Regions from separate parts of the Rattus norvegicus genome. Here region 1 is linked to region 2. The links are chromatin contacts, called in public Hi-C maps. All regions are on one chromosome and are shown on one strand. The core of a region is the stretch at or near the end of the contact, and the rest is flanking DNA. Distances in the headings are between cores, read along the strand shown.

Region 1 (6,177 bases), core at 1,210-3,709, 110 kb before region 2:
GAACTAAACACACTGTACTTCTTGCTCCCTTTTAGAGTAGATCAGTGTCCAATATTGCTGTAAGGAGACCCACTGAGCACAAATGGCCAGCTGTTTTAAAACCACAAGATCTATTGGGAAGCAGAGGCAGCCAGATTTCTAAGTTCAAGGCCAGCCTTGGAGAGAGAGAGAGAGAGAGAGAGAGAGAGAGAGAGAGAGAGAGAGAGAGAGAGAGAGAGAGAGAGAGAATGAGTTCACAGCTAGGCCTACACAGAGAAATCCTGTCTCACATAACAAAAAGACCACGAGGTCTTAGTGGGTATGGCAATGCAAGGACGGAGTGAGCTACTAAGAGCTGTTTGCCACACTCTGTGATCCTGACTAGAATCTTCTACTTGGGTATGGGGAAGCTTCCACTGTTCACACAGTGTGTGCTTAGGGGTACGGGATTATTATTCTTCTAAAATAAAAGAACTGGAAGCCAGGAGGGAAGCATCAGATATTCAAGGCCAGCCTACACTATGTACAGAGGATGTGTCACAAAGAGAACTACACAGAAAACATCTAAAAGGCTGGTCTGAAGATAGCATGGTGTATATACAAGTTCTAGGATGGTCAGGACTACACAGAGAGACCCAATCTTAAAAAAAAAAAAAAAAAAAGGGCAAATCAACCAATCAACTAAAACTTTTTTTTTTTTTTGGTTCTTTTTTTTCGGAGCTGGGGATCGTTCGAACCCATCAACTAAAACTTTTGAAAGACAATTCTACTCCTTGCCTTTCAAAACATCAAGGGTACTTCTAGATCAACCATTAATAGGTCCTTTTAAAAAATGCATTAGATTTATTTTATTTTCATTTAATATATGTATATGTGTGTCTCTGTGCACATATATATGTGGGTACCCATAAAAGCCAGAAGGGGGTGTAAGAGCCCCCGAAGCTAGAGTCACTGACAGTTGTGAGTTGCCTTTTTTATAAGTGCTGGGAACTGAACTTGCCAGAGCAGCAAATGTTCTTGTGTTGAACTCTCTCTGCAGACGCTGACAGTAATAATCTTTATATCAACTTTATATCAACTGCATCTTGCTCTGAGTTAGAGACACCACTGCTTGTTTCTGTTAGGCCAAGTCCAGATAACTGAGAGGAGACACTAATTCTGGCAGTGTATGTCTAAAAAACAAAGTCCAGTTTTCAGAGAGATGAAACATCTCAACGTTATCTGTTAATCCTACCCCGCCATACAGACACTGTATCGTCACGTTCAGTACTGTGAGGTATGTCAACCCTTTCTGTCCCATAACACCATCCCCAAACTCAATCAGACTAAAGCATGACAGCCCCGGGGGCAAGCAAGACTTCATATCCTAGGAACGAAGGGCAGAGACTCTTCTAGATCTCTGAGAAGCTACCAAGCTCCTACTTGAGGCTCTCTGGACAGACCAGTGTCCTTGAACTCATAGAGGCACACACACAGCTTTCCAGTACCCATGTCTGACAGACAGCACCATGTCCAGCTACCTGTAACTACTTTTTACCTGTTCCAAAGACATTTATGGATACAAACAAGATACATATTCCCTTTCTACTTCTGGTCAGCTGGTCTGTCCAGGATGATGACATTACCAAATCACAGAGGGGGACCCTAGGTTGTCTTTCAGCCCGCATCCTTCCTTTCCCACGTCCACCCTCACAGGACAGATTGTTGCAGAGGAAACCATCCAGAGGACGTTCATGATGGCACTCACCCGGAAGGACACCAGTACTCCCCACGCCTTGGATGGCCCCTCTGAGCCTAGAGCAGCCAGTATGAGGCTGGTCCCACTAACTTGCCCAAACATCTGGTAATTTACAGTTTTTCTGAGAGAGAATGTGGCTCTGGGAATCTCTGTGCAGGACTGCCTGCTAACACGCCCTCTTGCTTCTGCACTAACTAAACTCCTTGGATGGAGTCCACCAGAGTAAGCTCTGCAGCGCTGACGGCACAGCAGACTGTCGACATGGGAGAGATGCGGCGCGACTTTCCGAGACGGAGCAAGAGGGAGCTCTGTCCTTGTGAGGTAGGCGGGAAGTTCAATACTCTTCTCTCATCTAAGCATTGTCTTTGGAGATTTTAGACAGTGTGGACTTAGATCAGCGTGCGTCTGTGCGCACGCACACCCCCATACACACCATGCACACGCGTGCGCACGCACGCAGGGAGTATAGTTACCTGTAAGGACTTAGATTGTTAAGAGGAGGAGGAGCGTCACAGCTGTTATAGGTTTCCAAGACTGGTACTGGAAGGGAATTTCTGTCAAAAAGCTTCTGGTCTTGGATGGTAGAGCTTCTGAAGGCCTTACGAGTGTTGATTCCTTGCAGTGACACTGAGAGAAGATGGAAGGCATTAGAAAATGGACGACAGGCTATTTGAGCAAACACTGAGTCACACCGTCGGAGACGCCTCAGCTGCTGCCTTTCTTGGCTGCAGCCGTCTGCAGCCAGGTTTTTTTTTTTCCTTCCCCCTCTGGGGAAACCCCACGAGGCTGTCAGCAGCCCAGCCATTTCATGACTGAACAGATGAAGCAACACAAAGGTTTACTATGTGGCCAGATCTTGCAGGCCTCTCCTTAGGTGAAAGGAATCTTCCAAGTACTTTTATGGTAGCAAAATACCATTGAGGGAAAGGCAACTTGAGAACAAGGGAATTGGGGAATGGAAGAAAAGGGATGTGGTGTGTGGTAAAGGTAAAAAGGTTTCTTTACACCAGCGAGGCTTATGTCGCTTCCAAGTAGACATGTATCAGTCTCTCTGATCTCTCCTCTTGCTTTTTAACAAACCAGGGGCAGGATTCTCAGCCGCTGCTCAGCAGAGCCTGCAGCTCTGGTTCAGCCTCCTTACCTTCTTCTTCCTTGGGATCCAGCTGAGTGACTTTAACTTGTACCCGGTCAACCCGCTCAGCAAGGGAGTTCACTCGGGAGGCAAAGGCACTTGCCTGAGTACAAATCTCTCCGAAAATGTCCTCCGCATACTTACCTAGGAAGAGCAAACAGAGCCCAGTGACTAAAGAGTGTACTGTCCACCAAACACATACACATGCTTGTCTTTGGAGAAAGACAGTCCCCATAGCCTGGTCACTCTGTGCATATATAGTCCATAACTAATAGAACCCTTTTGGCAAATTCTGAACAAACATGAGATTCAAAGCGGGTTGAACAAAATCAAAAGGTGCAATGTCAACAAGTTCGTCCCGGAAGAGCAGACAGTATATGCAAACATTTGTCCTTGGCTCTCAGCCCCTCCTGTTCTGTAAGCACCTTATAAAATGGCTCTGGAGAGCAGACTGGGAGTTAAGAGGGACAACTAGGTGTCCATGCTTAATTACTATACACTAAATTACTTCCTCAGTAGAATTTCAAAAGCCCACTGAAAACCAAGAGGCGGGTATCTCTAAGGGGCCTGAACTTCCCCACCCCGCACAGGGATGCCAAGCTTCTAAGGGTGAAAAGGTCGCCTTACGTTCTCTAACCCACAGCTTTCAAAGCCTTGGCCCTAGGTTACAATCCTTCAAATCTACACCCCAGGGAACGAGCGGAAAGCTGAGGTATTCAAGCCCTCCCTGAAAAACAACATGCCACCGGTCTTTTCCACAAAGTCCCACTTTTTAGAACAAGAAAAGTGTTCTGTACTTTCAACCCTGAATGCAAGGAGAATTTGCAGTCAAAGAAACAGCAGTTTGGCAAGCACTGTCATTCTGAGCCACATAGCACTTTTCTGCTAGGAACCGAGGGGTATGAATGGGTAAATCACCACCTCGGTTGTTTACTCACAAAGTGAAGGCAGACATAAATGACTGCCCGACCTGACGATATTTTGAGACCTATTTAAAGTAAGGTCTCATTCTTTTTTTCTTTAGCTTCTAAGCTTAGTACATATTTGAGGAGGAATAGGCTAACCCAGACTGGAAGGCCAAAACCACACCCTCAGGGTAAACTGCAGTTAACTTTTCCAGTGGAACCCAGAGGACAAGTGCATTGTGAACTACTGGTGCATTTAATAAGTCAGTGGAGTTTCTAATTCTGCATACTGCACGGTCCCACACAGCAACAGTGAAGAGGAATTCCTAACTCAAAGGACTCAAGAGAGGCCAACATGCCTGTTCTGTAGGTAGAAGATGGGTGTTTGATACATTCATGACACGGCAGTGGTCCTGCTCCACCAAGTAACAAAAAACTATATTTGGAGACAAAAGCAAAGAAATATGCAGCGTTGTGCATAGAAAATGGGCCAGCCTTAGAAAGACCCAATGTGGTGGCCCATAACTATAATCTTAGCACTTGGGAGGCCAAGAGGATTGCTGTGTGTTCAAGGCCAGCCTGGCCTACACAGTGAGACACTGTCTCAAAACAAAAACAAAAATTCAACTGCTCTGGAAGAAAAGAAAAAAAATACAAGTTAACCCGTCTCTCAGAGAAGACTCAGATTTTCTGTTCCGTAGTAAAAGGGTGTGTGACAGCACAGCATCAGGTAAAACTCATAAAAGACCTCAATATACAAAATCGGTAACTCTTCTTTTCCTTTTTTTTTTTTTTTTTTTGAGACAGGGTCTTGCTGTGGAGCCCGGGCTGGCCCGGAACTTTCTGTGCAGACAGACCTTTGAGACTGTTGAGTTAGAGAACATAAAGCGACCCCCCCAAGAGAAGTTCTGCACCCCCATGTCAGATGGGAGGTTAGCAATACCTTCATCTTGGTTTGAAATTCTACAGAAGTAATTTCCTGTCCACTGTACTAATCATGGACACCTGGTTGCTCCTCTTCGAGCTGCTCTCCAGAGCCACCTTATGAGGGGTCTTTGAGCACAGAGCTCTGTCTGCTTCTGCCTTCCAAGTACTAGTCTAAAGGCCTGTGTCGGGTTTCCTTCCCTTCCCCTTTTGTTGAGTCAGGGTTCCCTGTGTAGCCCTGGCTGTGCCCTGTAGACCGGGATGGAGTAAAGGGTTGCACCAGCACTGCCCGGTCTCCTCTCCCAGTCTTGAAGAGTGGGTGTGGCAGGGGAGGCTTTCCTGGTCAGGTCAGGCCCAGGGCGGCTCAGAATCACACTGTGGAAAATGTAAAGAGCAGTGGACCTCAAGTCAGAAGACTCAGACTGTTAGAGCTCAGATTTTTATTTCTAGACACTGTCTCGCTATGTTCCCCTGGCTGATTTCAAATTCACTTAGTAGACCAGGCTGGCCTCAAACCTGCCATGATCTCATCCTTTTCCTCCTCAGCACTAAGATGACTTCCACATCACTGTACCCAGCGTATGCTTCAGCTGTTGCTATAATGCCGGAGTGCTTCTTAATTTTATTCCTATCTACGTGTATGTACCTTTCTGTATGTTAGTATGCACATGTGCATGTGGTTGCCCACAGAGGACAGATGGGGGTGCAAGATACCTTGGAACTAGAGTTACAGGAACTATAAGCCACCATGCAGGTGTAGGAAACCAAACTCTAATCCAAGAACTACGAGTGTTGGCTGGGCACTGGTGGCACACACCTTTAATCCAAGCACTTGGGAGGCAAAGGTAGGTGGATGAGTTTAAGGCCAGCCTGGTCTACAGAGTGAGTTCCGGGACAACCAGGGCTACACAGAGAAACCCTGTCATGAGAAAACAAGAATTACAAGTGTCCTACTTTGTTTGCTTTCTTGTTTTTGAAACAGAGCGTCTCCATGTAGCTTTGTTTGGCCTATGCTTGAGGGATTCTGGGATACATGTACCACGGATCTGAGTACAACAGGTACTCTTAAAAGATTTATGAGCACACTGCAGCTGTCCTCAGACTCACCACAAGAGGGCGCCGGATCCCACTACAGATGGTTGTGAGCCACATGGCGGCTCTAGGAATTGAACTCAGGACTTCTGGAAGAGCAGTCAGTGAGCCAGCTCTCCAGCCTGAAGCAAATTCTCTTTAACAGCCAAGCCATCTCTGCCATCCTGTGTTGTTGAGAGAATATGTTGTACACTGTATGACTGCACCACTTGTTAAGGCTATGGCCTATGGTTTAGGCAGGAAGCAGAGATGAGACATCCGGAAAGAAAAAGGATTCTGGGGTACAGCTGAGGTAGGAAGATCCAAGGGGATGGATGCCTGGAACCTGAGCTCAGGTGAGCAGCCGCATGGCAAGATGTAGGTTAAAATAATGAAAAAAGCAGTGGGTTATCTTATGATTCTAGTCA
Region 2 (6,050 bases), core at 1,315-3,814:
CACTCCTTTCTTCGTCCAAGCACAAGACAAACGTCCTCCCTCCTAAGAGATAAGTGGTTTTGTGGTGTTTCTTGCCTAGGCCTAGAAAGAATGGGAATGAATGCTCGGTCTGGTCCAATCTCTGGCTCTACCGTTCAGTTTCTAATCTTGAGCCCTTTCTTCTTGATGGTAAAAATCTTATACCCTCCCTCGAATCTTTGTAGCTCTCCTCCTCATCCATCGATAAGCATTCTCACCCTCCCTAACCTCCAGGCTTCTGCCCGCCACACCCACATCCCCAGACTTACCCAGGAACAAAACCTCGTGGTCCAGTCGGCACTTCAGTTGGTACTACAGGGAGGTGACGGTAAATGTGTCCTCAGGGTGAGGTTCCGCCATGGGCCCCAGGAAGCCACTCTTAGGACCCCCACCCAGGCCAGGGTGTGTCTGCGGCATAAAGCCTGGATACCTGTAGGCAGTGTCCTGCAGGGGCAGCAGCGAGTCCCTCGGCACAGGGGACAGAGTTAAGTCACTAAGGAGTGGGCAGCCATAGCCAGCAGTGGCTGCAGCAGGGCCACGGGGTGGACCTGGGGGCCGGGTCATCTCCAATGGCTCCTTGTCGGCCTTGGGCGTGGCTGGTGGGCTAGCCAGGTGAGGGGCACTGAGGCAGACAGCCTCCGTCCTGCCCAGGAAGTCAGCCAGCAGCCCTGAACCCACCTTGCCTTCATAAGGTGGGCTGCGGGCAGCTGAACCTGGTGGGTACCAATAGGCTGTACCCTTGCAACTAGGGGACTCATAGTGAGGCTGGCCTAGCGGTAGGTCCCGGCAGCTCAGGTGGGCCTGGGCTGCATGACTCAGGCTAGCCCCCTGAAGACCATGCTTGAGGGGCTCACAGGCAGTCAGCTTTGAAGGTGGTGGCCGCAACTCTTCCTTGAAGCCTAGTGTCGGTGAACAGGTGGGTGAGTAGGCCTTCTGCAGGCCAGCATCAAACACTGTGGGTGGGTGGGCCAGTGGTGGGAAATGCTTGCTGTCAAGGTCAGGAGCACCCAGGCTGGGAGAGTCACAGTGGAAGCCTTGGCCAAAAGTGCCATCAGAAGGTGTGGATGGATTCATGGAGTAAGGTCCCATGAAGTCACAGGGATCTCGTTCTCCCACACCAAAGGCTCTCGACTGGGAGGGCAGTGGTGACATGCTGCTGTCCCCACTATAGTAGTCCAGGCCAAGGTCTGGGCTGTCCTGGAACAGTGGATTCACTGGTTGTGGCTTGGGGATGAACTTGGCTTTGGCCGCTGTACCACCTCTCTCCTTCTTGGCTGAGCAGGCCCCACTACCCCGGCCACCCCGAGGCTGCCGGGGTCCGGTGCTCCGTTTGGACGGATACCCAGAGGCAGTGGCTGAGGTGGATGTTGAAAAGCCCAAATGTGAGGCCTCAAACAGGTCCACCTTCTTCCGCCGGCCACGGCCAGGCTTTGAGCTACTCTGAAAGAGGACGCTCTGGTTCCAGTTGTAGCCGGGAGCAGATGATGCTTCATTCCAGTCCATCATGAGCTTCTCCAGGCTGGACAGGCTTGACTGGCCCTCACTGCTTGAGGCCTCACTGTTGGCACGCCTAAAACCACCACCAACTGGCTGATTGAACTGGGTGCTGTCAGAGGATGACTCGGAGAAGGTCTCGGACACAGCAGTCTGCTGCTTCACCTTCTGTGGCGTGTAGTTCGAGATGTCCAAGATCACATTGGGTTCACTGACGTGGCAGTCAAAGTTGGGATTGTAGAGCTGACTAAAGGCCTCCGAGGCCCAGTCCAGGCCTCCATACCCCTGCCGGAAAGGCCACTGAGAAGCCCCCACAAACTGCCGACAGTTCTCAGGTGAGGGCTGAAAGGAAGAGGAAGAGGAGGAGGCCGCAGAGGCAGCAGAAGCTGTGGTGCCCTTGGGTACCATGTAGCCACCGGGTGAGACAGTACTGGCTCGACTGTCACAGCGCAAGGGTGTGGGAGCTGACCCAGAGAAGGGGCCCCCCTCAGAGCTGTTGAAGAAGGAGGCCTTGCTGGGCGGTAGACAGGGACCCCCAGTAGGCGGCGGGGCATAGCCAGCACTGTGGGCGCTGCTGGGTGAGGCAGGAAGGCTATTGCCGCTGCCATAGGCAAAGCTGCAGTCCTTACTATTAGCACAGTCCTGGCCTGAAAAGGGCTTTGCTGGGGCAAACACACTTTGTCCTGCCCCATAGCCACCATACTGAGGTGGGTAGGTGTTGGCAGGAGGGTGGGTTGTAGGCGAGCGGGCCACAGCTGAAGGAGGGGGAGCCAGCTTTGGGAAGGTCTCAGCTGCTCGGCAGTCTGAAGTGGCTGGGGTTATCCCATAGCTTGTTGCCCGGCCTGGTGGAAAGGTCTGACGGGAAGGCAGGACAGGCTGGAAGGAGGGGTCTGTCCCAGCTCCACTGTTGCCCACTGCCACTGGGCTACCCTTGGCTCCCCGGCTTGGGAAGGTGGCAAGCCCCCGCTGAGCAGGCAGCGCACTGGAGGGAGGCCCTGCATAGTTGCCCGATGCCTTCCGGGACTCTGGGCGAGAGGCCGATAGGGCAAAGTCCAAGAGGTCAGAGGAGTCATCTGAATCAAGCAGGGACCGAAAATAGCCAGTGAAGAGGTTTTGGCGTTCCTGGCTGAGCTCCGTCTGGCCTGAGGGTGCACCAGCATAGTAGCTGCCACGGCCTGAAGCCCCACTCTCCAGCCCAGTGGAGGCAAAAGCCCTGGCCTCCGTCCCCTGGAAACCACAGTTTCGGCCAGCTTGCCCTCCTGGGTGCCCATGGTGAGGGGCCCAGCCACCACCCTTGTCCCCAGCCCACTCAGCACCGGCCTCCCCAAAGCCTGGGCCACTGGGCACCTGCTCTGGGAACAGAGTCCCATTCTTCCGGGACCGCCTCTTGCGCTTGGGTTTCCCAGTTACAGCATCTACCTCGCCTCGGCCCCTTTTGCGTGGATGCCCCAGCTCAGTGAGACCAGGACCCACAACCCCAGTAGCTGCCACTGCTACCACCTTCTTTTTCTTGCCAATGCCCTCAAAAAAGTCACTAAAGGAACAGCGGGCTGCCTTGGCTGCATGGCCTCCGCCCCTACCTCCAAAGCCTCCTGTCTTGCCTCCACGCCTCCGGAAGCCCTGCACCCGGTGCAGGAATTGAGAGATGCTCTGAGTGTCCGGGGCTTGGTGCACTGACTCAGGCTCACTGGGTGTCCAGCATCGGGGTGGCGAGCATCTCCCAGCACACTGGCTCTGGCGGTTCAAAAAGGCCAGCTTGGCAAGGACATCGGAATACTCAGCCTTACTGTCATTGGCGTCTGCTGCGTAGGACGGCTGCGGGGATGCCAGCTTTTGTTTCCTCCGCCGCCGTTTCTTCACCTCCGGCATGGCCATGGTGGCCGCTGTCACAGCGGCAGCCTCGGCAGCTACCACTGTTGGCTCTTTGGGTTTGCCAGGACCCAGCAGCAGGTTCTTAGGAGGGCGGCCACGCTTTCGCTTGAGAATAATAGGCATCTCACCTGGCGGGAAGACCACCACCACATTCCGGCCATTGTTTTTCATCTTCAGCAATGGGGTGGGCTCCGACGACACCCTCAGGCCCAGCTCCTTGCCCTCCACACTCAGACTGCTGCTCAAGGATGAAACTTTGTACGTGGTCTTGTTCCTCCGCCCTAGTGACACAGGGATCTTTGCCATCTTCACCACCATCCGCCGCACTCCCCTGCACTTGCCTTTGCGGGTGGGGACCATTGGAGTTTGAGAGGACTCTGGCTCCAGTTCAGGAACTGGGCCTGACAGAGCAGGAGGTGGTGGTGGTGGGGGCAGCGGTGGGGGTTCAGCCAGGGCAGCTGCCAGCCCTGTAGGCATGGGAAGAGGCAGCAGACGACCTTCAGGTCCTGAATCCACCTTCCGTCCCCTTCCAGCTTTCCGCCTGCGACACAGGATCTTTGGCCTATCAGTGCGCCTCAAGGCGTACTTGGGGTGGCCCTCAGGCCCAGGGGGACCATGAGGTGAGCACAAGTCCAGGCGTAAGGGCTCAGCCAGTTGGCAGTGTCCCAAGGATTGCTGGGGCTCTAGACGTCGACCAGGGACATCCAACAACTTGGGCAGGGGGTCGAGGGCCTGAGGGTCAAGGAGCTGGGATTCCAAGGAGTCAGGTAGGGTGTCTAGGGCCTGCAGAGTCAAGCTCGGCAGTCCCAGAGGATCCGCAAGAGGCTGCAGGGGTGGTAGTTCCAAACCTTCTCCTAGAGGCTCTAGTGCTTGTGGGTCTAGGAAGCGGGGCTGGGGGTCCAGGAGCTGCGGCTCAGGCTGTGGTGAAGGAGGCTCAAGGGCTTGAGCCTCCAGGAGCTGGGCCTCAGGGCAAGTAAGGGAGGCAAGTTCACTGAGGATGTCAGCGTCTGCCAGCTCAGGGTAGTCAGGCCCATCTGGCTCAGGCTCTGGGGGCAGACCAGTGGCCGTGGCTGTGGCTCCAGGACCATGGCCTTGGCCAGGCTGGGGACTATCCCTGGGCTCGGGCTCAGGTTCATAGAGGGGGTGGTTGGGCCGCTCTGGCTTGGCGTGAGGGGTCGCACGCTCCTCAGGGCTGCGGATGCTATTGGCCAGGCTGGGTGAAGAGAAGAAGCTGTACTGCAGGTCGCCGGGCGGTGGAGCGGGTGGGCGGCTCAGTCGCAGCCCGCCGCAGTCTAGATGCACACCACTGTGCTGCAGGTCCTGGGACAGCCGTGTCAGGTCCTTCATGATGTCAATCAGCTGCACCACCGGATGCAGGTTCACACGCCCGTTGTCCCAGTGACGGAGGGAGTTGTTGTCTGGGGCCGGTGTGGGACAGTGGGCCTGGGAGACAGGCCGGGCTGCCCGAGGGGGTAGCAGGTCGTCTCCCTTGGCAAGGACTGGTGGACGCCGGGAGCTGGGGTCCCGACGTGGGGGTGGGCGTGGGTTCTCGGAGAAGGTATGGGTGGAAAAGGCCTTGTCAGGTGGGCTGGCAGGGGGGCGGGTGGGAAGCAAGGGCCGGGGGGTTGGGGGGCCGCCGGGGTAGTACTTGGGCTCTCGGAGGTAGTCAGGAGAGCTGCACACGGCACTGGAAGTCACAACCAGGCCCTGGGGCTTCACACGCATCCTGACCTTGTCCTCCTCGGGCCGCCGGGCGGGGCCGGGGCTGACATGAGGGTGAGAGAGGCCGGGACCAGAACCTGCCGGGGAAGGAAAGGCAAGAGGTTCTTCACTGAGCATCTATATCCTAATATCGTGCCCCTGAACCTTATTGATCCTATTTCCCCTCTATGTTCCAGCCATGGCCCAAATTGCTTGCAGGTCTTCTGTCCTGTGTACATACTCAACTCTTCCTGGGCCCCGGCATCCAGGTACGTGACCCACTCCTACAACTATTAGAGATGGATGACAAGATCCCCGTATCTTGGAGAGGGAGGACTAGTAGCAGAGCAAGATGGCCACACTACATAACACTAGACCGAAAACTAAAGAAGGCTGGAAAGACCCATTCACCACAGCGACTCTCCTCCTCACCCTTGGTCCTCAGGCTGCACTCACCCTCGGCTCTGCCGCCTGGGCTGTCACACTGGATATCTCTGTGGGCAACAAGACACGATCAGAGTTGACTTCCCCCAAGATTATTCAGGGTCCACACTTAACCCCCGCTATCCATACTCGCCCTGCCCCTTTCTAGATGCCACCCAGCTCCCTCAAGGCTCCCCATCTGACCTGGTAAACAGAGGGCCCCCGTGCTTGGGGACTCTGCCAGTCGCTGGCTGTCAGCTGAGGGTATTGTGGAGCAACTTCGGCCTGAGCCCAGGCCTTGGGGTGTGGACAGCGCCTGGAAAGGACCACCGTAGCTCAGGTTTAGTGAGCACCTACTGCACGCCAGGCACTGGGCTGGAAGCTGTCCAGGCATTGCTTCATTTGATTCTTCATACCGATCCTGTGAGGTAGGGGCTATTAATAACCCCATTTTGCAGATGAAGAAATGGAGGCTCAGACATGAACCAACTTCATTCATTCATTCATATGCTCATTATTTATGGGATTTCTACTTTGTACAA

Evidence for each region. Hi-C and Micro-C count contacts between places; a contact is called where the count stands out from the background.
Region 1: a Hi-C map of Schwann cells shows a contact between it and region 2, with 2.7 times the contacts expected there. The contact joins two enhancer-like sites. A contact is called at or near these places in 7 of 12 Hi-C or Micro-C datasets (Schwann cells, kidney, liver and 2 more).

The regions. Positions count from the first base shown.
Region 1 is chr5:150,668,168-150,674,344 of GRCr8, reverse strand. It overlaps Wasf2 (WASP family member 2), which reads right to left. Exons shown (of 9, transcript NM_001394051.1): 3 at 2,859-2,993; 4 at 2,191-2,344. Among named protein-coding and RNA genes, the nearest start is that of Gpr3, 27 kb to the left of the region's middle. Within about 2 kb of position 2,459, at least 14 of the 93 cell types and tissues checked have an H3K27ac peak or open chromatin away from gene starts, as enhancers often do.
Region 2 is chr5:150,561,610-150,567,659 of GRCr8, reverse strand. Ahdc1 (AT hook, DNA binding motif, containing 1) reads right to left here. Exons shown (of 6, transcript NM_001134956.1): 3 at 5,713-5,943; 4 at 5,542-5,579; 5 at 288-5,183. The coding sequence starts at 5,109. The coding sequence ends at 331. LOC120102997 (a long non-coding RNA gene) reads left to right here. Exons shown (of 3, transcript XR_005505031.2): 2 at 5,283-5,354. Among named protein-coding and RNA genes, the nearest start is that of Ahdc1, 52 kb to the right of the region's middle. Within about 2 kb of position 2,564, at least 5 of the 93 cell types and tissues checked have an H3K27ac peak or open chromatin away from gene starts, as enhancers often do.